3 separate regions of the Sus scrofa genome follow, and all the other regions are linked to region 2. The links are chromatin contacts, called in public Hi-C and HiChIP or PLAC-seq maps. All regions are on one chromosome and are shown on one strand. Each heading gives the region's core, a stretch centred on a gene start, on an enhancer-like site or on the middle of the called end of the contact. The rest is flanking DNA. Distances are from core to core; before and after follow the strand shown.

Region 1 (3,958 bases), core at 717-3,216, 100 kb before region 2:
CTGGCATAGGGGTCTTGAAGGAACCTCATCTGCCCTCTGCAGTGGCTGCCAGATTGCTGCTTTTTCTACTATGATTGTGATCTCTTGTTTTTAGACTGCCATGGCCCTAGGGAGGGCATAATGGAAATAGGGCAAGTTAAAACACCGCAGGAAGTTCCTGTGAGGTGGAGTGGGTTAAGGATCTGGCGTTGCCAAAGCTGTGGCACAGGCCACAGGTGTGGCACTGATTCAGTCCGTGGCCTGGGAACTTCTACATACCATGGGTGTGGGCAATTAAAAAACAAAAAACAAAACACCACAAAGTTCTTACCAAGATTAAGCTGTTTATCCTTGAATAAGTGCTCCCTAGACTACTGTAGACCTTTAGTTTCCAGAGTTCTGGAAAAGCCGATTCTAACATTTTTGCCAGTGTTTTCATGCTATTTTGGAGAAGATAATTTTTCTTAGGTCCATACTTTGCCGTCTCCAGTGGCTTCCCAGGTTGTCTTTTAATCCTCTCCAACACATTTTTGCACACTGTATACAAACTCATCTTACTGGTTTTAAAATCACCGTTGATGTCCCATTGCTCTTAGATGAAGAGCAAAATCTTTATTTTTGACCTACAGCATCATATATTGTCTGCTATTCTCTTCAGCCTGTTCTCCACCATAGTATCCTATCTTATTTTCAAAAATTGCCTTGGGAGTTCCTGTCGTGGTGCAGTGGTTAACGAATCCGACTAGGAACCATGAGGTTGCAGGTTCGGTCCCTGCCCTTGCTCAATGGGTTAACGATCCGGCATTGCCATGAGCTGTGGTGTAGGTTGCAGACGCGGCTTGGATCCCGCGTTGCTGTGGCTCTGGCGTAGGCCGGTGGCTACAGCTCTGATTGGACCCCTAGCCTGGGAATCTCCATATGCCGCAAGAGCAGCCCAAGAAATGGCAAAAAGACAAAAAAAAAAAATTGCCTTAGGTCATGTAAATGAATTTTATTGTTACCGTCAGTTTCATAATGAAAAAGCTATAGGGATTTTGATTAGAATTGCATTGAGTTTATAGATTAGAAGAGTATTGATATTTTAATATTTTACTCATTTTATAAAGATGGCATGTTTCTTTATTCAGGTTTTTTTTTAATATCAGTACGGTTTTACCATTTCATCCGTAAAAATCATGCCCATTTTTTGTTAGATTTATTCCGAGGTATCTTACTGTCCTTGTTGCTGTTGTAAAGGGAATTTTTTCCTAAATTATTATTACTAGTATGTATAAAAGCTTCTGTTTTTGTTATTACTGATTTAATTCTAGCACCTGTGTAGTTCTAATAGTATACTTGATGATCCATTTGGATTTCCTTTGTAGACAATCATATTGTCTATAAATAAGGGTAATTTTATCTTTGCAGTTCTTTTACCTCACATTTATTTCTTTGTATGATTATGAGTGTGTCTTATTATATTGCTTAGAAACTACAATGTAGAGATAAGTAGAAGCAATGATAGTAACAAACTTTTATGTAGCTGACTTTAATGAAAAATGCTTCTAAAATTTCTAAATTAAATATGTTTAAGTTTTAGCTACTATTTCTAGATTACTAGGAATTTTTATCATAAATGAGTATTAAATTTTAATTATTTTAGCATCAGTGTGAACTTAAATTTTTTGAGTGAAAAAACATTTTTGTATTCTGTGTTTTGTGTTCCTTGGTTTTTTACTTAATTTGTTTCAGTGCACACTACTAGTCCTTTTACCAGTCAGTGCTTTCCATTTCTGAGGTCTTCAGCTTAATTTCATTGTTGAGTAGTTTTTCAACATGTGGTCATAGGAGTATTATTTCCTAAATTCTTAACTGTTAAGGAATGATTGATTGTCTGTTCTTTTGTCACCCAAGAAATGGCAAAAAGACAAAAAAAAAAAATTGCCTTAGGTCATGTAAATGAATGGATACAGTAGTTCTGCAATAACAATTTATTTCAAAACCACGTAGACATTAGTCATTTTCCCTGGACTGAATGTTATAATAAGGAAATACAATACTATAGTTATTTTATCCCAACTTTCAATGACTGACTTTTTTTATTGGCTTGGACAGATGATGAGTATTTTCTTTCTTTCTTTCTTTTTGGTTTTTATTGCCATACCCACGGCATATGGAGGTCGAATTCCCAGGCTAGAGGTCGAATTGGAGCTACAGTTGCCGGCCTCTGCCACAGCCACAGCAACACGGGATCCCAGCTGCATCTGCCACCTACATCACAGCTCACAGCAGTGCCAGATCCTTAACCCTCTGGATGGGGTCAGGGATCGAACCCACATCCTCATGGGTCCTAGTTGGGTTCGTTACCACTGAGCCACGATGGGAACTCTGAGTATTTTCCTTATATCGTTTAAGTTCAGTGTGTTTTGGTGCAATTTTATTTATTTATTTATTTATTTTGCTGCACCTGCGACAAATGGAAGTTCCAAGGCCAGGGATTGAACCTGCATCACAGCAGTGACTTGAGCCATAGTAGTGACAATGCTGGATCCTTAATCCACTGAGCCACCAGGGACCTCCTGGTGCAAATCATTTTGAGTTTTTTTTTTTCCCCCCGGGAATACATTATTGCTTTTTCCCTAAATATATAACTATTCTTTCATTTCATAGAAATTTACTGTCATCATATCAATACTTTTTCTGATCCATTTGTTTTTTACCTTTTATCTTTTTGGAGAATCACCTTCGTCTTCCATATCGTCGTGCATTCATTAGTTCATTCAACAAATATTTAGTGATTCCCTGCTCAGCAAGTGAAATAAAACAAAGCTATTGCCCTTCTGGAGCTTACATTGTAGCAGGAGGAAAAAGGTGATAAATAGTTTACCTAACAGATTGTATATTACAGGTTAATTTAGAAGATAACAAGGATCAAGAAAATGTAGAGTCTGGTAAAATGAAAGCATTAGATATTTGAGAGAATTACTCTGTCTTTTTTTTTCTGTATCAATCATGATTATTTTAAATGTCTTTTTTGCTTCTTGCTATTTCTAGGTAATTATTAGCTCTACTGGTGTTGTTAATGATGTCTTGTTTGTTTGTTTAATGTCTGCACCCACACATATGGAAGCCAGGGAGTGAATCCCATCCACATCTGTGACCTGCACCACAGCTGCAGTAACGCAGTGCCGGAGCTTTTAACCCACTGCTGCAGTCACATTCTTAACTCACTGTGCCACAGCAGGAACTCCTATATTTACTCTTATATGTGACCAGTTCCTGCGACCAAAAAGCTCGTCATTTTCTCAAACCTGGGAGCCTCAGTGCTCTTGATTCCTGCCCATGCAGATTTTTAATTCACTGCCCCACAACAGGAACTCCATTAATGGTATTTTCATCCTCAGTATATTTTCTTAGTTCTGCAGGCTTCTTTTCCATTCCTTTTATTGTTCTATTATATGATCATTAACTCCTTTGATTTAATTCATGATCTTAGTTCAAAGAGTTTGACAAGGAAGAGAAAGGAGGAGATGGAGATGATAGAAGGAATAATGTTGAGAGTTGGTGGAAATTTCCTTTTTGATGTTTTTTTTCCTGGGATGGAGATGATTTGTGCATGTTTAAAAGGGAAGAAGACAAAGGAAAAGGAGAGATTTTATGCCAAGGAATCTAAGCTGTCAAGAAGTAAATTGACCTATGTCACACACAGAGTACTAGGTAAATAGAGGAAGAATTTGAACCCAGAAGATCTGTCTGATCCATAGTCTAGCTTTTAAACATTATAATGTACTCCCTCTGAAAGGCAGTTTGTTTGTAATGGTGTTTTGTTTTTATTTTTTATTTATTGCTTTTTAGGGCCACACCTGTGGCATATGGAAGTTCCCAGGCTAGGGGTCTTATTAGAGCTACAGCTGCCAGCCTGTGCCACAGCCACAGCAATGCAGGATTCAAGCTACATATACAACCTACACTGCAGCTTGCAGTGATGCCAGATCCTTAA
Region 2 (3,801 bases), core at 1,240-3,739:
GGGCTTCAAGACCCAGAGGAGCTCATCTGTGACTGGGATTAAGATCTGAGGTACTTTCTTAGACGGACAGAAACATGACTGCATAATTTTCCCTTTGGCCATCCAGGCATCTGTATTTAAAAAGTCAAGTCATGACCATATCCTGTTGATTCATTAAGCCAAATTAAAATTAAACTTCTTCAGGCAGCCCCGCCTTTGTTCTCCCAAATTATACCATTCGAGGAGTATGAAGGAGAAGGAACTGTGTTTACTGGCTTCATTTCTGGAACTGTCTGTCTTTCTCTTTGGAAGCAGACACCCAGGATGTTTTTGCAAGCCCCCTGTAAGACACAACACTCTCCAGCCAAGCACCCCCATTCCATGATCAAGTCCCCACTCTGTGAAACTCATTGACATGCCTCTCCGAGTTTCATCAAAATGCTCAAACAACTCTAAAAAAATCCCCAAAAAGGAATTTCTGAGCTTTTGCCAGTTCCATTAAAACTTGAACGTTATTCCATCCCCACTTCCCGCCCCTACCATAAATATTTTTAAGCAAGGAGACTGAAAGAAATGGGTTTAAATATCTGTGCTGGCGTCACATCTCTGAAATGTCCTAGGTGGATCACCTGTGTGTTGAGGGGACGTTTGATTAATTGTGAAGCAGTTTCAATCTGCTGTTATTCAGGTTCAGTCACAAAAAGGAAAACCCATGCCCCAAACAGCTTGCACAAACCCCATAAGAATCCCCCTCTCATCATCCATGCTGGAAGCAGCCGCCCCAACCTGAGTCTGTGGTAGGAAAACTTGAACTTTGAGCACCAGTGGCTTCACACAAAAGCAGATTATAGACCTAGAGTCGAAGCTTTCCCTCCACTCCCCAAATCCAAAACCCCAAGAGCCCATGGTGCCCCTCCGTTTCACTAAACACAGGTCCCAAAGTTGCTTTCCTAGACATTTTTCCTATGCAACTGAAGGCAAAACACATTAAATATTTGATCCCGTCTTACTATGATGAGAGCTAGCAGGCTCATAAATAATCCATTGACCTGGTTCATTTTTCTGGACAAAATTGATCATAAAAATACATACACTCAAACCTTTGTAATGTCTGACTCTGAAATTCCACCCCTCTGAAATTCTTAAGAGCCCCAAACCCCAACTGAAATAGAAATTCATTATGCAGAAGACCCAGGGCGAATAGAAATGTGCTTCTTAGTGCTCTGTAGCTCCAGACAGCCCTTTCAAAAGCCAATATGAATGTACACATTTTTCAAACAACTGATGGTCTCACGCTTCAACCATGTAAAACAGCTCGCTGGAGTTTGAGTTTCACATAAATTGTGAATGGCCTGTAGGATGACCGACTGAGCGTGCATCGGTTCTACCAGTGAAAACCACCCAAGCGCACGGAGACTCGTCCCACTTAAGTGTCATCCCGAGATTTCTCTAGGCATTTGGGCTTCTCGTCGGCCAAGACGCTCCCCGCAGGGACGCCTGCACAGAGTCCCCGGCACGCGATGGCGGTCAGAAAAGAGCAAACAAAAGCTACGGCTTGAAAGTAAAGCAACTTTCCCCCCAGCGCAGGACGGCACTTCGCCCGAGACCGTCTTGAAGGGCTTTCCCGGGCTGGACCCCCCGAAGGCCGGCCGCCGGGGCCGAGGGAGCCCTCGGAGCCGCCCGCCAGCCCGCGGTCCCCGCTGCCGACTCCCTGCGCGCCCGCCCTGCCAGAGCACGGCGCCCACCGCCCAGGTCCCCCCGCCAGTGCCCGGAGGGCCGCGCGGGAAGAAGTTCTGGAGAGAAGAAGGCATTAGAAGCCAGAAGGAAGGCGGACCCACCTGCCGGGAGTCCGCGAGGCTGGTTCCGGGCTTCCGACGCGGGCGACCCTCGCGCCCTCGAGGCACCGGGCGCCGCTGCCTGTGCCGGCGCCGGCGCCCGCGCGGCCGTATTTGTACTCTCGGCCCCTCACATGGTCTGATCTCTAGATATCCGCCGCCAAAGAGCTCTTGAAGAATTTTTGCGTCACTTTGAGCCACAGAAACTTTACGTTTCTCCGCAGGCGGCCGCTGCTCGGCGTTCCTCCTGGGGAGGGGGTGGGCGCGCTCAGCCGAGGTGGGAGGGGGGGCCCGGGGAGGTGATGGACACCCCCCTCCACACACACACACACACACACACACACACACACACACGCACGCACGCACGCGCGCCCTCGCTCCCCGGGAGGGACAGCGCTGAGAGAGCGAGCGAGCCGGGGGCGGTGAGGGGCGGCGAGGGGCGGGCAGCCGGCCGAGCGCCGCGGAGAATCCTAACCTCCGCGCTCGTTAACCTCGCGGGGGAGGGGCTGCTCCACCACCCACAGGTGTAGTTTCTCCCCAGCAGTGGCTCCCCAGATTTTACTTAGGTTTATAAGCGACTCAGTATCGCTTTCTCAGAGTGATCTCCCTTGGCCACTGACACCTCCCATCACCCGCATCCCGAATCCTGCCCTATTTTTCTTGCTAGGACTTAGCCCCTGGCTTTCGTCCGGCTCTACCGCTGGGACGTAAGCTCAGCCAGAAGGAATCTTCTCTAATGCCTCACCATCCCAGCTGCCTCCAATAGCGCCCAACCTAGAGGCTCACAGTCCATACTTGCAGAGAGAATGAATGAATGAAGAATTCTTTTCCATTTTGTGAATCAGACACAAGTTCTAACCGGTATCAGAACAGAGGGTACGGGGGGGGGGGGGAAGGTGGTGGAGGGTGATTTGGAAAACTACGTCCCCGGGGCGTCCGGCTGGTGGATGAAGTTCTTCGAGTATCTTCATTATCTGAAGAGGTTCAACAGGAGTCTATTGTGTTGGACCAGATGAAGATACTGCTTTGATAATTAAAAAAAAAAAAAAAAAACACATGTTTAAAGATGAACTTCATATTATCATATTTTCAGTAAAATTATTTTTTACACTTGAAAAGAACAGATGCAGTACGTGCTCTGGGATGTCCCTGAGGCTGAGCCGAGCGCGCTGACACACCCACTTCTCCCCGGAGAAGGCCGGAGTCTCAGCCACGCAGGAGGCAGAAGGGAAACAGGGACAAGTTTGAAGCGCCCGCCCGCGTAACTTGGATTGAATGTAACCCAGAAATCTGAGCTGGTACCCAGCTGAGTGAAGCCGGCGGTGTCCAGAGGGACTGAGTTGGAACAACTCTGTCCACCCCGCCGCCCCACTCCCCTCTGGCGTGGGCGGCGCCCCAACTCGGGAGTAATCAGAGTGAGGTTTAGGTGCCACCTAGACGCCAGGGTGGGCATTGCAAGGAACGCGGGGAGGGCTTCAGAGAGGGCTCTGGTGAGCTGGCTGGTGATTCCTGGGCAAACTTGGGAATTTCATCCTGTGGCCAGATCCCGGGGTGGCGGGGCCCACACTGGGCAGCGCCTCCCTTCAGATGAACCCAATGTGCAAGCGCTGTGTGAACAAGGGGCACTTAAGGTGAGGTTCTGAGGAGGCGGCGGGAGGCAGCAGGCAGCGCGTGACTCCAGCCCTTGGCTAAGGCTCTTGTCTCCACTCAGTCCGCCCTGCACGTTGGCTCACCACGACTTTTTAACACCACAGTCTCACTAACCGTTCACCCCTCCTGGCCTTCTTTCTAGATCCTACTACCCATTCCTGCCCAGCCACTCGGCCCCTCTCAGGACTGCTTTCTTTGGTGCTGTGCTGCCCTAGCAAGTAAGCCTCCCAGGGACCTCTGGCTCCCTTCACAGGGATCATAATAATGGTGGGCACTGCCCAGCTGTGGGGAGAGAAGGAGCTGATGTGTCCAGGAGCATCGGTGCCCTCTCCTCCCC
Region 3 (3,810 bases), core at 414-2,913, 120 kb before region 2:
ACAAAATACATCAGGAACCAGGGTGGAAGATCAAATATCAGAACAAAAATTTTTCTCAGTGCTCTTGTAACTCACAATGGTTTTAGCAGCTCTGCCCAAGGAACCAGGGGCAGAAACCAATATATATGTATATATATGTATTTCACTGTTCCCTAAGCAGATTTCATATTTGGCTTGTATCTGGTCCTGCCCTAATCACTTTGGGGAGAAAATATCCAGCACATTCCTATATGCAAAACTATGTAATACATCCCAGCATTAATTCATTCAGAAGAGTGGATCTTAAAATGTGTAGGTCCTTTAAACCCTTTTGGGATTTTCCAGGTCAAAACTATCTTTCTAACAATACTAGGACATTATTTGCTTTTTTCACTCTTATCCTCACACCAGAGTACAATAAAGCTTTTCAGAGGCTTCATGATGTGTGATGATGTCATCACTCTGACAGCTAACTGAATGTGTGCTTATGGATTCTTTTTAATTTGATCTTTTTTTCTTTCAGTTTTATTGAGACATAATTAACATACGGTGCTGTATAAGTTTATGGTGTAGAGCATAATAAATTGACATATATATCATGAAATTATTACAATAAATTTAGTGAACATCCATTATTTCATATAGATACAAAAGAAAAAAAATTTTCCTCACGATGAGAATTTAGGATTTATCTCTTAACTTTCATTGCATTGTAGCAGCTGCAGCTCGGATTCAATCCCTGGCCAGGCAAACTTACATATGCATGGATGCAGCCATAAAATTAAAAAAAATAAAAAAGGATAGGAAAAGATATACTATGCTAACAATCAGTGGTTATATTAATATCAGGTAAGATAAATAAAAATAAAAGAATAAAGAGAATCATTTTTTAATAGTATGGGGTCAATATAAGAGGATATAACAAGCCTAAATATTTATACATCTAATAACAGAACTTCAAAATACACGAAACAAGACCTGACAGAAGTAAAAGGAGAAACAGACAAATCCACAATTATAGTTGGAGATTTTAACATCTTCTGTCAGGTAATTCCTGTTGGTAATTCAAGAGATCTTTTTCACTTGCTGTATGACTAGTTTGGAATGGGCCAAAAGTGAGTAGGTGCACAGGTGAAACGCGTGCCTAGAATTTTTTTAAAAGTATCATAGAAGACTTTAATCCTATACCCACCCAGTAGTACCATGGTATTGTTATTAATCATTTCTGTCCGAATATGAGATACTTAGCATAAGGATTTTGATCTTCTGCAAATTATCCTGAGCCAGATATACGCAAACGGAATATCTCAGGGGAAAAAAAAAATCCATAGCCTAGGGCAGTGGTTTTCAAACCAGAGTGTCAGAATTAGCTCGAGGGCTCCTTAAAATTCAGATTGCTGGGCCCCATCCCAGAGTTTCTGATTTGGTAGGTGTGAAATAGGGTGGGAAATTTTGCATTTCTAACAAATTCCTGGATGGTGCCAATGCTGCTGGCCCCAGGACCACACTCTGGGAATCACTGGCCTAGAATTTTGTCATTCCTTTCTTCCCACCGGTGTGGAGGCAGTCCCTCGGTTTTCAAACAATGCCGAAAGCCAAGCCCGAACAACCTGGCACCCAGCTGCACCAAGCAATTGAAAATACGAACCCAGCGGGTAGGCGGGTTCCAGGCCGCCTAAGGCCGCGCGAGAGTTCACGTAACGACGCTCTTACCTGCGTCAGCGTCACGTCGGCGTCGGCCACGTTCAGCGGAGACGGGAGCAAGATGGCGATTCCGGGCAGGCAGTGAGTGATCCGGGAGTTAGGGTTAGGCTGGGAAGTGAGACACCACGGCGACTGTGACTTTGGCCGAGGAGTAAAAATGCGCTGGAAGTGAAGGGGCTGTGTCGTCAGGGATAGAGACGGGGAAAAGCGAGAAATTCTGAGGAACATATATTCCCATCCCCCCCCACATTTTCCAGGATGGAAGCCCGAAGTTTGAGGGAGAAACTTGTGAGGAAATAAAGAAAGTTAGGCTGAGGGGCAGAGAGCGAGACTTTTCTATTTTCCAAAAGCTCGGTCTGAGGCCCCTCAGTCTTGCTTCCTACCCCGCGCTTGAGTTTCTCCCCGGTTGGATGCTTTCAGGGGTAATGAGAAGAGACAATTCCTGGCTTTCTTATAGGGCCTTGTTCTCCTTGGCAACTCAAGTTCTGATTCCCGCCCTCCCTTCTCGGTTTAGGAATGTTGTGCTGAGAAGCCACAGAAAAGGGTAGGCATATAGGAAATTGGGGCATATATTGCCGCAAAAGAGAAATGTTATATCTTCTTGCAAGTTTTACTTTTGATGTACAATCCTCAATTTGGATACGGCTTCCCGTGGTTTCTGTATCTTAAAGGCCAACGTGAGAAACTAAATGAGTTGTATCTGATGGGATGGTACTTTCAGGTGCTCCAAGACAAAGCAAGTGGGCTTAATAAAGGGTAATGGGAATTTGCCCATGGCTGTTTGGGTTTCTCAGTTAATGTAACCTTCAAAAGTTTTTCCATGGGTGACATTAACCTTTATCCAATAACTTCTTTAAAATTGTGTGAGCACTCAGTAGGGGAGAAAATAATTTTTTTTCTTTACTCTTGTTAGACCACGAGGATACTTTAGAGTGTTTTTCTTTGTAGTGGACATCAGCTGAGCTTTCCACTAACATGTTCTTTTTAAAATCTTACTATCATTTCACCATATAAAACATTTCTGAACTCTTCATTCACTTCTTTGGTTAAAATGGTATTTTGATTTTGGCCGGTGACCACAAGTAATCATTTAGAGTAATAATTATAAAATCTTAGCGCATATTAGAACTCTGAGATGGTTGAAAATGAGAACCAGTGTTATATGTTCCTAGACTATATAACATGTTTTGACTTGGTAGTTACATCTGAAAGAGATAGTGGATGTATTATTTTTTAAAGTTTAAACATAATGGTGTAATTTCTATTTTAAAAAAAATATATGCAGGTATGGGCTTATTTTGCCAAAGAAAGCACAGCAGTTGCACCCTGTTTTGCAAAAACCTTCAGTGTTTGGGAATGATTCTGATGATGATGATGAGGTAAGGGAACCTATGTTTTTCTACCGCATTGTTGGAAATATATATTTTTTTAAAAAATTGAACTTGTGAATTTGATGTCTTTGCTTGCTTTAGTTGTCAATACAGTATATCTAGAATATTATTTACACAATTATCAAAAATAATATTTAAAGAAGAAAGCACTGTTTTTTTTGATACATGAATAATTAAGAGATTTTCTTTTCTGAAGCTAAGAATTTATTTATAAGCAGTTATACAAAGTACTTTCAGATAACTAATGTTGATATAACAAAATTGTTGGTGTAAAGATCCCTGGAAATGAGCTATTAAGATGTTGCCAATTTCCTAGAATTTTTATTAGCAGAGAGGTTTCTTTTGAGACTACTTTTGTGGTTATGCAGTGTCTACTAAATGTAATTCCTCAGTTGGAATTATGATAGTTTATGAAGTTAGCATGGCTAGCACTATAAGAACAGCTAATAATGAACATTTTATTTTTCAGTAGCCAAAACAGTGTTTTCCTATGAAGCCCACAATTAAGCAATTTATAAAGCCCCCAAATGTGTGCTTTTTTAATACTTTAGTCATTTTCTGTATTTCTGAAAGAGCTTTCTATCAATTAATATGGTACTTCCTTTGCTCTGACAAAAAATAGGTTCTCTTCCAGTTTTTACTAATTATATAATACCATAGTTTGGTAATTGAACATCTTTGATCCTTTGCTTTTTTCATTCTGACGAAGAAATAGACTCCAGATGGCTTACCTTCG

The links. Hi-C and Micro-C count contacts between places; a contact is called where the count stands out from the background. HiChIP or PLAC-seq counts read pairs in DNA pulled down with a chosen protein or histone mark.
Region 1: a contact with region 2 is called in an H3K27ac HiChIP or PLAC-seq map of alveolar macrophages. The contact joins the enhancer-like site here to the promoter of SLC6A4 in region 2. A contact is called at or near these places in 2 of 5 promoter capture datasets (fetal liver and liver), 6 of 47 Hi-C or Micro-C datasets (embryonic fibroblasts, epiblast stem cells, omental adipose tissue and 2 more) and 2 of 2 datasets of contacts at active chromatin or transcription factors (alveolar macrophages and skeletal muscle).
Region 3: a contact with region 2 is called in a Hi-C map of embryonic fibroblasts, with 4 times the contacts expected there. The contact joins the promoter of NSRP1 here to the promoter of SLC6A4 in region 2. A contact is called at or near these places in 2 of 5 promoter capture datasets (fetal liver and liver), 21 of 47 Hi-C or Micro-C datasets (alveolar macrophages, blood, embryonic fibroblasts and 12 more) and 2 of 2 datasets of contacts at active chromatin or transcription factors (alveolar macrophages and skeletal muscle).

What each region holds. Positions count from the first base shown.
Region 1 is chr12:46,225,260-46,229,217 of Sscrofa11.1, forward strand. The region is part of intron 2 of NSRP1 (nuclear speckle splicing regulatory protein 1); the gene reads left to right. Among named protein-coding and RNA genes, the nearest start is that of MIR423, 16 kb to the left of the region's middle. Within about 2 kb of position 1,967, at least 2 of the 83 cell types and tissues checked have an H3K27ac peak or open chromatin away from gene starts, as enhancers often do. A contact at or near this core is called in alveolar macrophages, where this site is marked.
Region 2 is chr12:46,325,888-46,329,688 of Sscrofa11.1, forward strand. SLC6A4 (sodium-dependent serotonin transporter) reads right to left here and starts at 2,490. Exons shown (of 14, transcript XM_021067521.1): 1 at 1,818-2,490.
Region 3 is chr12:46,209,539-46,213,348 of Sscrofa11.1, forward strand. It overlaps NSRP1 (nuclear speckle splicing regulatory protein 1), which reads left to right and starts at 1,664. Exons shown (of 7, transcript XM_003131784.6): 1 at 1,664-1,764; 2 at 2,969-3,062. The coding sequence starts at 1,745. MIR423 (microRNA 423) reads left to right here and starts at 1,987; the gene lies at 1,987-2,066.